Regions from separate parts of the Triticum aestivum genome. Here region 2 is linked to region 1. Evidence: chromatin contacts called from public Hi-C data. All regions are on one chromosome and are shown on one strand. The core of a region is the stretch at or near the end of the contact, and the rest is flanking DNA. Distances in the headings are between cores, read along the strand shown. Region 1 holds the start of LOC123122404 (histone-binding protein MSI1). Region 2 holds the start of LOC123125288 (bZIP transcription factor 12).

Region 1 (7,203 bases), core at 242-2,741:
TTTCACCATCCAGCTGAAACATTATCTTTCCTACTCACGGCAAACAGCGAACAAGTTTATTTCAAGTCCAATCTTCAAAAGTAGAGCACCATAGGGAACTGATGAATTGTGGTGGCAACCAAGGTGATGGTATTTTGTTTTAATTGCTTATGAATAACCATGAGGCTTTTGTTGTCATCATGTGTTCTCATGTTATCACAATGGTTGGTTAACCTGATGTTCAAAGACAGCACTTCTTTGAGTCCAAATGAATTATGAATTGATGAATAACAACAGGAGGAGCACATCTCTTGCCTGACACAAAATTGCTATTTAGAAAATCAAAACAGAGAAATGTTGTTGCCAATACGCCTGAAAAGTGAAGAAAAATGACATGCAAAACGTTTCTGGTGCAAGAATGATGTGTCTAGCCTGGTTAGCCACCGGATATGGAAGAATTGTGTATCAGGGGAAGTTCCAATATATCAGGCTTGTAGGCACTGAATGTGCACATCCTTTTCAGGGACTTTCGGTTGGATTTCATTATATTATCTTTTCACATTCGGCGACCTCGACTGAATGTGCTCTATGTAATGGAAAACGAAGGACAGCATAATTTGTGGTTGGTTTCTTGGCATTGTTATGACTTTGAGTCGAGTGCTTCGGGTATCCGCACTTCTTATGAAGGCAGAAGTGTTAATTAACTACTATTCAAAGGTTGAGAACCTAACATGCATAATACATCATCATACATGAAAAACAAGATAAAGGTGGGGAACAGGAAACGGCACAGGAGCATCTGTTGGGACATTACCTCAAACACCTGTTGCGCGTCCAGAACCGGGGCTCCATTCCCGGCCTTGAGATCCCACAGGCAAATCTTCTTATCATACGAGCCGCTCAGGAGGAACCCCTCCTTCATGGCGCTCCACGCCAGCCCATACCCCTCCGCGCCATGGCCCCTGAGCACGGCATCCGCGCCGCCCTTGTCGCCGTCCTCCCCGAGGTGGTACACGTGCACCTCATCGACGCAGGTCTTGGTGGCCACGGTGTACGGCCGCTGCGGCATGCACCGGGCGCGGTTGACCTCGCCCTGATGCGACGCCGAGCGGCCGATGGACACGGACGGGGCCGGGACGGCGCGGCCCTCGGCGGCGGCCGCCGCGGCCAGGCGCGGCGGGAGCGGGAGCACGGCGTCGACGAGCATGAGGTGGTTGGGGGAGTCGTCGGAGGCGTGGGTGCCGAGGACGAGGCGGTGGGAGCGGGCGGAGGCCGACGACCCCGAGGGGAGCCACTGGACGGTGAGCGAGGGCCACTCGAGCGGGTGGGACACGATGAGGTCATAGAGCACCGGCGCGTTCTTCTTCCAGTTGAGGTACTCCTCCATCTCCATGGCGGCGGCGGCCGTGAAGGCCTGGAAGGAGGAGCCGCCGTCCATTGCTGATTTGCTCTGCGCGGGAAAGTGGAGAGTGGAGGCGGCCAACTGCTGGTCTCCCGCCAAAATGATCGGTGGGAGGAAGCCGAGGGTTTCAAGGCGAGGTTTTATTGCGGACTTGATGGGCCTGTTGGGCTGACAAGCCTAACTATATGCAAGTCATCAAGCCCAGATCTCTCTAAAAGAAAGTCGTCAAGCCCATATTCACGCCAGGCCCAGGATCCCACTAAGAGAACCTCATGTGTCTAATAGCCCGGCTAGTCCACAACCACGAGCCTCTGCTCCTCGCGTTGGATTCCCCAATCCGCCGCCGACGCCGCCATGATGCAGTCCCACATGCCGTCGCCGGCGAGGCTGGGGGTGACCGCCTCGTCGCCGTCGCTCCCGCCCAACCAGTCTCCCGCGAACCCCACCTCCTCGCCGCCGCAGCAGGCCAACCCGCCGCCCGCGAGCGCGGCCACGTCCGCGGCCGGAGCCGCGGTCCCAACCCTAACCACCTCGCCGGCGCTGCTCCCGCTCCTGCCGCCGCTCCCGCGCGCGCAGTCGCTGCTCCACCTCATCTCCTCCCTCGCCTCCAACCTCTTCGAGCTCTCGCCCAACCGCGCAGCCTGGATCTCGTCCTACCGGGGCTCGCTCCCCAACTTCCTCGCGTCGTCGTCGGCGTCCGCGGCGCCTACGCCGCTGCCGGCCCCGGTCTCCACCACCAAGGAGGCCATGTCGATGCTCACCTCCCTCCAGACGCAGCTCTTCGAGACCGTCGCCGAGCTGCAGGAAACCCTCGACCTGCAGGACGCGCGCGCCAAGCTCGCTCGCGAGGCGCGCGCCAAGGACGCTTCGCTGCTCGCCTTCGCGAAGAAGCTCCGTGAGGCCCACCACGTGCTCGACCGCCTCGTCGACGACTACGCCGACTACCGCCGCGATCCCAAGCGCCCGCGCGGCGCCGCCGCTGTCGACGAGCCCGAGCCGGTGTCGCACGGCGACTTCGGCGCGTCCCTCCACTCCAAGCTCAAGCTGGACGACATCCTGACCTATGCGCATCGCATAAGCTACACGACCTTTGCACCGCCGGAGCATGGTGCTGGGCTCCCTCTGAGGGGTGCATTGCCGCCTGCGCCACAGGATAACGAGCTGCGGATGTCACAGCTGTATCAGTTTGCTGATTTGGATGTTGGAGTGCCCAAGAAACCCCTGGAAACGAAGGAGGGGGTCACAGCAGAGATGGAGTCCATGCCGCTATTCGAGCTACCGGAGGAAGAGCCTCCGCGGCCATTTATGCTACCAATCACAGTGCCACCAGGTTGGCAGAAAGGTTTGCCTGCTCTGCTTCCTGATATTCCAGTGCCGCCACCTGGATGGAAGCCTGGGGACCCGATCGAGCTGGGTGGCATCATTCCTGCTGTCAAGCCTGAGGAACAACGACCCAGTGTGCCGATTCCTGTTGGGGTGCAGCCAATGGTGCCAAGGGCCCAAGAGCCAATACAGGTCGCAGCTGTGAACCTTGACATTATCAGTTCTAGCAGCGATGAGTACAGTAGCGACGTCGGGAGCTCAGATGAAGACGATGAGGACTAATGCTTTTGTAAGCTCGACCATTTCATAATTTGTGTGTTTCCATATCCAGTGTAGCTCATTTAAGTGTAAGCTTTGGCTAGTATTGTGTCATGTGCTTGTCTGTTTAAACTGCTGCAACACAAAATCTATTCAAATAATAGATTTGACTTAAATTTGTGCTAGTTTAGTACAGCATTCACTAGATCACTTTCTGTGATAAATACAGCCAGTCTAAATGTTCAATTTTCTTGACCTTTGTTCAAAAACAAAAACTTCATTTGCTATGAGGTTTGACTTAAACTTGTGCCACTCTAGTACACCAGTCACTGGACCACTTGCTGTGATAAATACAGCCAATCTTGACCGTGTTCAGTTTCCTTGACCTTTGTAGTTCAAGACGTTCAGTTTCCTTGACCTTTGTAGTTCAAGATGTTCAGTTTCCTTGACCTTTGCGACCACTATTAACCCAAAACCTGGCTTCTATTATGGATGATAAATGTCATGAATTTAATGTTTTAGTTCATCATTGTAGGTTTCAGTTGTATTTGCCTGCTAGTGTAGTCCTAGGCTAAGTTTTTTTTTGAGTAAATCACTCCATGTTTATGGATATCTTCTCAAATCTTCCTGCCTACCTGTGCACTTTGGACTTTGGAGTGATTGCCTTCGTTAATGGCGTGTTATCCCATATGCCTAATATCATCCTTTACATGATTCCTCTCTTCATCTCTGATTTCTGTAATATAGCGACTTCACATGGTTGATTATGCCGTTGTGCCCCCTAGTAGGGTGGGCATTTGGTTAAACTGAAAGTTAGGTTCAGCTTATTTGAGATTTGGTTTTATATAATCGGGGACTGAGATAGAAGGAAAAGTGGAAATATCGAAATACTAGGTGCAATCAAATGTAGCCATGTAAAGCGCCACTGGATAATAAATTGGGGTGGTGGTAAAGATTGCCTTCTGTTATAAACGTCAAACAATTCTAAAAGTATATGCAAGATAATTTTCCTTTCAGCTGGCAAATGGGTTAAATTCATGTACCCATCAGCACTCGGTATCTCTGTGTTCTTGACATACAAAAACTATACGTGTGTGAAATCTAGAAGTAAAATAGTGATCTAAACGCTCTTATATTTCTTCACAGAGGGAGTAGCAGTCATTTTTTCTTTCCAGTAAAAAAAATCTTGAAATAAAATGGCTTATATTGTGTTACGATTATTTGTAGAGATGTAGGGGCAGTTGGCCACCTGCACAATATGCTCGCTATCTCTGTAGCAATATAAAATTAAACTGAACAACTTCTAATTAAACTGACTTACATTGCACTCGGTTACAAGTTTTGTGTGCACATCAGAAGTCTTGCAGTAGCTATATACTCCCTCCGTCCCGAATTACTTGTCTTAGATTTGTCTAGATACAGATGTATCTAGACACGTTTGTAATTTGGGACGGAGGTAATAGAATGGAAGATGGTAAGAATATTTGCATATTAATTAACAAATATGATCATATGTAAACTTGATATATTTTGTTTGTGCCAATATGCTGCTACACACCATAGATCTACATCATATCCATGAAGCGGACTGCTTGAGCCTGGAGGCCTATGGTGCCTCAACTGAATAGTACTCCCTCCGTCCCACAATGTAAGACGTTTTTGCAAGCTAGTTTAGCTTAAAAAACATCTTATATTATGGGACAGAGGGAGTACCTTCAAGATCATAATCTAAGGACCTCAACTGAATAGCGCCTCCGCTGAATAGTACCTCCAATCCTTCAGTTACTTGACACTTGCATACTGGAAAGATGCATGAGGAACTTGTCTTTTATCTTCATCAACTCTTTCAAAGCATCTCTAATTTGCATGCGGTCTATTGGAGTTTCCTTTGAGCATGAAACTCCAATGTCCAGAATTGAAGTGATGCAAGCAATTGATATTATCTCTTTTCCTGCCAGGGTTTGAGGTGTTTGCTTCTCTTCCATCTTTGTCCTCTGATAACAACTGGTGGTTCTGTCTGGAACTCGAAGTGCCATTTGGACATGCTTGTGAAGGCCTAGAGCTTCTCCAAACTCCCCGCCTGTTGGTCTTTTGCCAGTAAACATCTCCAGCAACAGTACCCCATAGCTGTACACATCACCTAGGATTTGAACTTTGTTGCCCAAACCGTACTCTGCAAACATCATAATAAAAGAATTAGAAGCACTGAACATGTTTACGCATTTATGCTGAAGACAACTGTTAGAACGTATTTATGTATACCTGGAGCAGCATAGCCTATTGTTCCTCTCATTGTAGCCCAGCCACTTGATTTCTCTAAACAGCCGCTTGGGTCTTTAGGCAGGGCTCTTGCAAGCCCAAAATCACCAGCATGAGCAACAATGTCACTATCAAGGAGAGTGTTGCTTGGCTTGAGATCACAGTGAATAATTGGCAATGGCATGTGTTGGTGAAAATAATCAAGTGCAGATGCCACATCGATGGCGATGCTGAGCCTTCCGATGAGATTTAGCGCCTTGTCTTGATCATTTTCCTCAGCAGGCTCATGTATCCATTGGTCCAAATTTCCATTCGGTAGAAATTCAAACACAAGAGCTTTGAAATCCTGGCTCTGGAAATCCATACTTGAACAGACTGTCAAGATCTTCACAAGGTTTTGATGCCGAGCACATCTCAGGGTCTTGCATTCTGCAAGAAAACTTTGAGATGCACAACGTTGTTGCAGATTGAACACTTTGACAGCAACAATGACCTGCTGGTCGTGGATCGCCAGTCTTCCCCTGTACACCGAGCCGAAGCTTCCTACTCCGATGAGGTTCTCAGAAGCAAAACCATTTGTTGCATTGGCTAATTCAGCATATGGTGTGGCTTGCTCCTCCTGCTGTACCAGCAAGCAAACAATGCTACAAAGGACGATAAGCAATAGGACTCCACTGCTTATGGAGATTATCATGATAAGCTTCAAATGCAGTTTCTTGGAGGCGTTTGTGGAACACGGAGGCAACTTCATTCCAGGGATGCCCCCGCACAGTCTTCATTTCCCTGAATTGCGGTTGAGTTTGCATCAAGAAATATCCCCTCTTCTTCTCAAAAAATAAAAAGAAAAAGAAATATCCCCTCTTTCGGGAGTTGTTATGTGAAAAATCAAGTATTTCAAGGCCTTTGAGCTGCCCCACGGATGCTGGTATTCCACCTTGAAGGAAGTTTCCTTGCATCTGTAAGAATTGCAGGCTTTGGGAATCACCAATAGATGCATGAATTTCACCAGAAATTTGATTGTCAGATAAATCGATGTCTGTAATATGCTTCAAGCTTCCGATCTTCGATGGCAACAATCCACTAAACAAGTTGTCTCGGAACTCGAAAGTACATTAAGTTAGAGACTTAGAGCAACTCCAACGCATAGACCGAAACAAGACGCGTGTTTTGCCTGCTTTGGGTCGGCGTTTTGGGCAGCGTCCGGCCTGTTGGCATTTTGCTGGTCAACGTGTCCGACGCATTTTTCGTCCGCGTGGTTGGTATGGCCATATTGTTGGCACAATTTTTTCATACATATCAAATATTGCCCAAAGTTTAAATCACAACCAAATAGAGATCTTGCCGTTTTTACAACCAAATAAAAATCTCATAGTTTACAAGCCAAATAAAATTTAAATTGTCTCAAATACATTAAAAAAAGTCCATACATCTATTGGTAGCCAAGATGAGCCCACATATGCTCAACCAAATCATCTTGGAGTTGAATGTGAGTTGGTTAATCATGTATTTCATGATGGAATTGGGTGAATTGTGCAAACATTGCCGCTCCTTCATACTCAGGCACAACATTTTCACCCTGAAATTGAAACCCCTAGTCTAAGATTACGTTCATCCTCTACGATCATGTTTGTGCATGATCACACAAACAGTCATCACCTCCCACAACTTCTTGGTGCTCCCAAGTTCTAGTAGGGTACCGAACAATGCCCCATCAAGATTGAAGCACACCAAAAGCACGATCCACATCCTTCCTAGCACTCTCTTGTGCTTGAGCAAATCTCTGCCTCTTCTCTCCTACTGGATCACGTATTGTCTTTATAATAATTGTCCACTGAGGATAAATGCCATCAGCTAGGTAGCACCCCTTGTTGTTGTGGTGGCCATTGATCTCAAAGTTAACCTATGGGTCGTTGCCTTCGTTGCCTTCTGCAAGCCTTTCGAGCACCGGAGAACGCTGAAGCAAAAAAGCGGTGGGTTGCATG
Region 2 (6,738 bases), core at 1,062-3,561, 160 kb before region 1:
TTATGGGGCATGAGTTGCCTACCAAACTATATCCAAAACATTGATTTTGACGTGTATTTAGTCAGCCAGACCCAACTCCGTCACACTGAAAAGATGCAGACTATCAAACTACCTTAGTTTCTGTTGCAGCATATGTATAACAACCAAAAAAATTACAGCCAGGTTCATAATTTAGATGTTTAAGTCAAAACGGTGGTTAAGGTTCTCAAAGTCGCTTGAAAACATGTCTAAAGTGCAACGTTTTTTGTCACACTACGTTCGGATGTCTGAATTAGACCCATTGTATTGGATTTGGTATTGGCTAACTAGCAATTTAGGCGTTTGGATGTTTACCGAAACGAGCGGACGAAAATGGACCTGATACAGAGAGAAATTACTCCACGTGCAGGGCCCTCCTGCGGGTAAATGGGTAGGGCCGAGAGACCGGCTAAAGCTTGCGCTGGTCTCACGCGAACCACACGATTGAGGCCCATCGTGCGTCTTGCAAAATGCCCCCACCTTATCTCTTCTTCCTTTGTCTTCATCCTCCCAATCTTTTTCTCTCTCGCAGCCGTTCTCCACACATGCGCTGACCCAACCTAGCCACGCCGCGGTCGCCTCCTCGACACGCCGTGCTCGTAAAATCTCTCCTCCATGACCACGATCCCCGTTTTTGTCCCCTGCACCCTCATTGAAGGGCACATGTCGTGGTCCCCTTTTTTCTCCCTTGCAGCCTCGATGGAGGGCATAGGCGCTCACGAAGGCAACCCACCGCATTTCAACACGACGGGGAGCATCTACAAATGATGTGACCGATGGCCATGGTGCTTGGGGGACTCAGCCGCATGCGTCAACGACGACCCAACAGCTACCGTTGCTACAACCAACAGCTGTCGTCCACCGATGTGCAACCGACATGTCATTTTGTTGGAACCGGTTAACAGGGAAGTTGCAACCACACACGACCGGTGCTGGAACCAGACACCAACGAGGTGTGCTGCAACCAACAACTGCCTGCACCGGTGTGTCATTTTGCTGGATCCGGCTAAAAAGGAAGTTGCAACCACACATGACCAGAGCTAGGACCAGACAACCAATGAGGTGTGCTGCAACCAACAACTGTCGGTACCGATGTGTCATTTTGCTGGAACCGGCTAAAGAGGAAGTTGCAACCACACATGACCAGCGCTAGGACCAGACAACCAATGAGGTGTGCTGCAACCAATAGCTGCCGGTACCGGTGTGTCATTTTGCTGGAACCGGCTAAAGAGGAAGTTGCAACCACACATGACCGGCGCTAGAACGAGGCAACCAACGAGGTCGTTTTTGCTACGACTAGCATTTTGTTTGCTGGAATTTACACGGCTAGGAGTGGTTGATCTGGACGTATACCTGGCCATCGCTCGGGCTGGACCGGGCTTCGGGTCGGGCCTGACCAAGCCCGACGCAGAATCCCAGGCCCGGGGCTAAAAATCAGCCCCAAGCCCGGCCCGTTAACGTAAAAGCCCGTTGGGCCTTTTTGTTAACTCGCAAATATGACGGGCCCAGGCCCAGCCTTCGGGCTCAATACCTAGGCCGAGGCCTGCCATGAGGAGCATCGGGCCGGGTCGGGTCGGGCCGTCCGGGCCGGGCTGCCCATGACCAGGTATATCTGGACGGCTCGCGCGTGACCGGCCAAAGCTTTGTGCCGGCCGGCCAGCCGGCGCCTAGCGCTGGCGTTTTCCTTACCCGGAAGGAGCAATAGGAGGAGCACCTTCCGGCTGGTGCACTGCCACGCACTTAAGATCCGTTTACAGAAGAAGTATCGCGAATAACCCACGGGAGCAAACCTAGCGATCTGGAAATGATCTAGAGTGAATCTAGGTGATGAGCAGCAGGGGAGAGAAGAAAAAGGCAGCGAGCAAGTGGCGCCCCCCATTGGGCCGAGGGACACAGGCCGCTGCGGCATCGCATGTGGCCCGGGACCGGGCGGCGTTTGACCAGTGCCACGCACACACGCACGCACAGAGAGGAGAGCCGTCGACAGGGCGTGGCGGGAGGCCACCAGGCGCGCTGCCACTGGCCGCCGGGGCGCGAGTGAGACGCAGCGAGCCCCCACCCCCCCAGCGGCGGGACCGGGCGAGCCACCTGGACGCCTCTCGCGCTCGCCGACAGTGCTCGCGCGCCCACACCAGGCGCGCGACGCACTCGTCGCGGCGCCACTGGCTGTCTGGCCGGCCACGGAGCGAGCAGTGCGACCGAGCGAGCGAGCCCCACCCCGGGCCAGGCAGCAGCTCGATCGAGCTCTCGCTGTCTGATGAGTGAGGAGGGTGCGGGGGAGGGGAGGTAAAAACGGAGGGGGCAGACCGAGCAAACCACCTGCTTACTTATTCCCATCCCTGTCTCGGCCAAAAGAGGCAAAGAAGCGGCCGCCCCAAACGCACCCGCCCGGGCCGACGAACGGAGCGATAGATAGGGGCCATCCTACTACTACTACCACCACGAGCGAGCCAAGCAAGATACATACGGACGCTCCCCCACCCACCCAGCCAGGGAGAGTCGCCATGGCCATGGAGGCCGACGACGACGACCTGTGGGGCGCGGTCACCACCAGCCCCAGCGCCTCGCCCCCGCCGCCCTCCTCATCCGCCGCCGCCATCTCCACCGCGCTCAGCCTCAACACCCGCCTGCAGCTGCTCGCGGCCTCCGGCGTCGGCGGCTCCCCGTTCCACCCCGGCGGCGTCGGCGTCGGCTCGCCGTTGCACCCGGGCGGCGGCTGCTACCGCAATGCGGCCGCGTCCCCGACCTCCTTCTTCTCCTCCGCGGCGGCCTCCTTCCCCCGCATCGCGCCCGACGCCGGCCCCGCGCGCCGCGCGCTCGAGCGCGAGATGTGCTACGGCCACGGCGCCGCCGCCTGGCCCGGCCCCCCCGCCGCCGCCGCGCCCGTGGACCGGCGCAAGAAGCGCATGATCAAGAACCGCGAGTCGGCGTCCCGGTCGCGCGCGCGCAAGCAGGCCCACGTCACCCAGATCGAGTCGGAGGTGCACCAGCTGCGCGAGGAGAACGAGCAGCTCCGCCTCAAGTACGACCAGGTAGGCACCCCGCCGCCAGCATCCTCTTTCTTTTCTTTTCTTTTCTTGGGAGCAAGCTGACTCGTCCACTTCTCTCCTCCACCCATGGATCCTCACGGCGGCGACGGTAGCTCAAGGCTTCAGTGGAGGTGTCGGTGCCGGTGAGGAAGACCCTGCAGAGGGTGCTCTCGGCGCCCTTCTGATCTTTCCTCCACGAGGGATCGAGATCGAGGCTGCAGCTCCTACAACCACCGCCAGTACTACTCACATAGCTAGAGTGTTGCAGTAGCTAGCTCTTACTAGTAACTATTAGCTGCTGCTGCTGCTGCTGCTACTACGATGCTCATCCATCATCGTCCCTGTAAATCCATATGGATGGTATTATGTTCTCCTTTTCCTTGACTTTCACTAGGCCGGCCGGGGCTATCTCGATCTTTTTTGGTCACTCAGCTAAACCAGAGGTGGCAATGCGCAAGGAAAGGGAAGAAGACGCAGCAGCTTAATCTGTACAGCGGCAGCTGCTGCCTACCTACCAGTAGTAGATCTCCTAGCAATTACAGCCGTTGTGGATTAGCCAGGCAGCAGCTGGTTCTTGTTTTGCTGACTTGGCGATTAATGATATTATGGTGCTACTCCTACTTATCAGTTCTAGTAGTACTGGTAATAATATTACTGTTATTAGTTACCGTGATGATCTGATGTGTGTTGCTGTTGCTGTCGCGTGGGAGGGATTAGGATTAGGCGGGGCAGAAAGGGAGGCGACGACATCGGCGAGGGAAAGCCCGGCCTGCCTGCACAAATGTGGCAACTATTGCCTCCTGGAACAACGACACTTCGGGTGACAAAAAATTGCCTGCCTGCCTGCCGACCTCATCCCCACACCCAGCCGCTCTGTTTTCTCCGCCGTGGCCGTGGTCCATGGACGGACGACGGCGTGGTACAAATTGACACTGTAGTACTGTATTTTATAGAAGGGAGGGAGGAGGGAGCTACAACCAACGATCCCGGCTTTGTTCGCACGTCGGTGTCGGAAAGTGACGCCGTCTTTCTATCCGAATAGCCAAGCCCGCAAGTCCGCCGCGACGTCGCTCTCCCCCTCCCTTCGGCCTTTCCGTTGTGATTACTCCTAGTTTGAAAACACGAAACAAAACTGCCGAGTCCAGAAGTGGCCACGGCTGGCCATTGTGTGTTTCACAGGAGAAAAATCCGGTAGCACTCCTGCTACTGTTTGCTTAGACCACGCCACACCGTTCCGCAGCGCAGGGAGTGTCTGTCTCGTACTCCTAGTAGTAGCCAATCCTTGTGGGCCACGTATGACGAAATGTGTACTGCTAGTGCTACCGTCACTATGAGGCCAACTCCACCGTGCGACCCTAAACGGACGGCCGTTTTGTCCGGATTCTGTCAGTTTGGGTAGGGCGATGAGGTCGTGTCCGGGCCTGTCCTGGATGCGGTGGTCGTGCGTCCAGCGCGCGGACGCATCCCGGCCGCATCCTGTCCGCGTACATTTTTCTTTGCAAGTCCTTAACTTCTTTTCATCATTTATTTTCGGTACATGAAGAATACATCATCGCATTTTGACTAGTAAAGTAAGACCCAAAAAAATAAGTACAACAAGAATACATTTTAGAAGATACCCAACTTCCATAACTGCTCTCTTGAGTTGGGTTAGGGCCTTCTCGATGCACTCATTGTTGATCTGTGGAGGAGGCTCGATCTGGCATACTCCTTTCTTCTTCAAGCCAGAAGTCGATGTTGCTTCCTCACACCTAGTCTCGTGTCTAGCCTCTAATCTAGCAACAAGTGCAATTGTCTCATCTGCAGCCTCTATACTAGCTAAAAGTGCACGAACATGTACTAAATTTCGCTCTATCAATATATCGATGTACTCTTCTTCCCAATACCAAAACTTGCATCCATGCTACACAATAAAATTTGTAGTTAGCACAACTAGTCAAAACTAGAGCACAAACCGAAGCTAAAAAGAGCACATACCCCATCGTTTAAGCACTTGATGAACACCCATCCGGAATGTTCCGGCGTTGTAGACACGCGGCGCACGACCATCCTTGGGCAGTGGTCGCACTTAATGAGTGGCAACGGTGCGCCGGCGAGCTTTTGGGCAAGCACCGAGCCCGGCCGACCGCCATTCGTGTATCTGCCGGCGAACCACCGACGGTGCAGATCCGAGCGGCTAGAGGAGGAGCCACTGCCTGCATGTGGCCTTGCGGCCCTGCCAGGGCCTTCCGGCGAGGTGCCCGGCCAGTCCATGGCGCGGCCCAGCCTCCCACAGCCGGGCGAGCTCAAGACCGACTGGATCCGCCCCAAATCCGGCCGGCGGGTGCGCAAACCAGGTGGCCGTGGTTGGGTCGAGGGGTGGCACCGAGGGGAAGGGGCTGGGCGAGCGCGCGTCCGAACTGCACGGCTGCAATGGCAGCGGCGGCGGCGGCAGCGAGGGAAAGAGTGGAGGGGGTGCGGCCGGAGGAAGGGAGGGGGGATAAAAAAGGCCCGCCCTGTGCCACCGGCGGGCGGGCCAGGGGAGGACACGCGCAGATGGCCCGCGCGTCCGCGTGGTGTCCTTTTCACCCCAAAAGCGGCGCAAACTTGGGCCGCGGATGGGTTGAAAGCGGACACAAAACGGACAAAAGTCCGTTCGCTCCCGCGCGTTGGGCCGTCTCGTTTGTCCGTTTTACCCTAAACGGACGGGGGCGGACAGAATAGTGTCGCGCGATGGAGTTGGCCTAAGAAAGTGAGAATGCTCCAAGTAAATGGTCCGTTCTTATTTCTGGCCTACTATAACTCACTCTGCTCTCACTGTCTCAAGATACACATGCAATGACTCAAATGGCACCTCATCACAGGTCTCAATTAGCTCACAACGTGGCTCGGGTGGGGCCTCTCTCTCCCGGGCCTGCCAGCCATTACCTTCACCCGCCCCGGCATTCAAGGACAGATTCGCTATTGCTCCAACGAAAAATTGTATAAACAAAGGACAGGCAGATTCGCTAGGAAAAAACAAAAACAAAAAAGGACAGATGCTTTAATTCCCCAAGCAACAAAGAAAGAAAGAAAAAGGACAAATATATATTCTTTGACGAGGGCGCACCCTGGAGGCAGTAGTACGTATCCCCATCGGTCAGGATTTGTTGTCACGTCGCCGTAGATCCTAAGCTCAGCTGTGATGGGTGATCTGATCTCTTTTGCTCCGACAACCCCCCCTGGTTGGCATCACAACGCACAAATATGGTATGTTTAATGCCCCCCCTAAGCGTGCGTGGCATGATGGCCACACGCTACTCTAAACAAAGTGGCCACTTGGTCCATGTGCTAATGGTACTATGCTGCCCAGGCTTGGCTATATGCCACATGCCAGCCAAGGTCTAGGTGTAGGTGTACGTAGGAGGGAATCGGGGAATAGAAAAACTTGACCAGTTAGGGCAAGGCCGTACTACCAAGGAGCCACGCACAAACACAGTTCTTAGTTTTGTGTCTTTCAAAGCCGTGAATCTCTCCCATCTCCCATCTCCACCAGCTTTGGCCCTGGCCGCGGAGATTTACGTAGATATTTTGGGTGCGTGAAGCTGCATCAAATAATCTACTGGAGACGGGGGTACGGAGTACAGGCTATTTCTGTGTTGAGACCTGTGCTAAGCGTCATGGCGTGGCAAAGGCCATTGGCCGAAGAGGCCGCTATCCACCACACACCACG

Evidence for each region. A called contact is a pair of places that touch in the nucleus more often than the background predicts.
Region 2: a contact with region 1 is called in a Hi-C map of leaf, with 5 times the contacts expected there. The contact joins the promoter of LOC123125288 here to the promoter of LOC123122404 in region 1. A contact is called at or near these places in 4 of 5 Hi-C or Micro-C datasets (leaf and root) and 1 of 1 datasets of contacts at active chromatin or transcription factors (leaf).

Annotation. Positions count from the first base shown.
Region 1 is chr5D:429,146,032-429,153,234 of IWGSC CS RefSeq v2.1, reverse strand. LOC123122404 (histone-binding protein MSI1) reads right to left here and starts at 1,491. Exons shown (of 5, transcript XM_044542597.1): 1 at 794-1,491. The coding sequence starts at 1,417. It overlaps LOC123122403 (mediator of RNA polymerase II transcription subunit 4), which reads left to right and starts at 1,673. Exons shown (of 2, transcript XM_044542596.1): 1 at 1,673-2,993; 2 at 4,921-5,377. The coding sequence starts at 1,736. The coding sequence ends at 2,986. It overlaps LOC123122405 (probable LRR receptor-like serine/threonine-protein kinase At3g47570), which reads right to left and starts at 5,972. Exons shown (of 2, transcript XM_044542598.1): 1 at 5,225-5,972; 2 at 4,741-5,135. The coding sequence starts at 5,972. The coding sequence ends at 4,741.
Region 2 is chr5D:429,308,313-429,315,050 of IWGSC CS RefSeq v2.1, reverse strand. LOC123125288 (bZIP transcription factor 12) reads left to right here and starts at 2,311. Exons shown (of 2, transcript XM_044545804.1): 1 at 2,311-3,050; 2 at 3,161-3,674. The coding sequence starts at 2,523. The coding sequence ends at 3,232.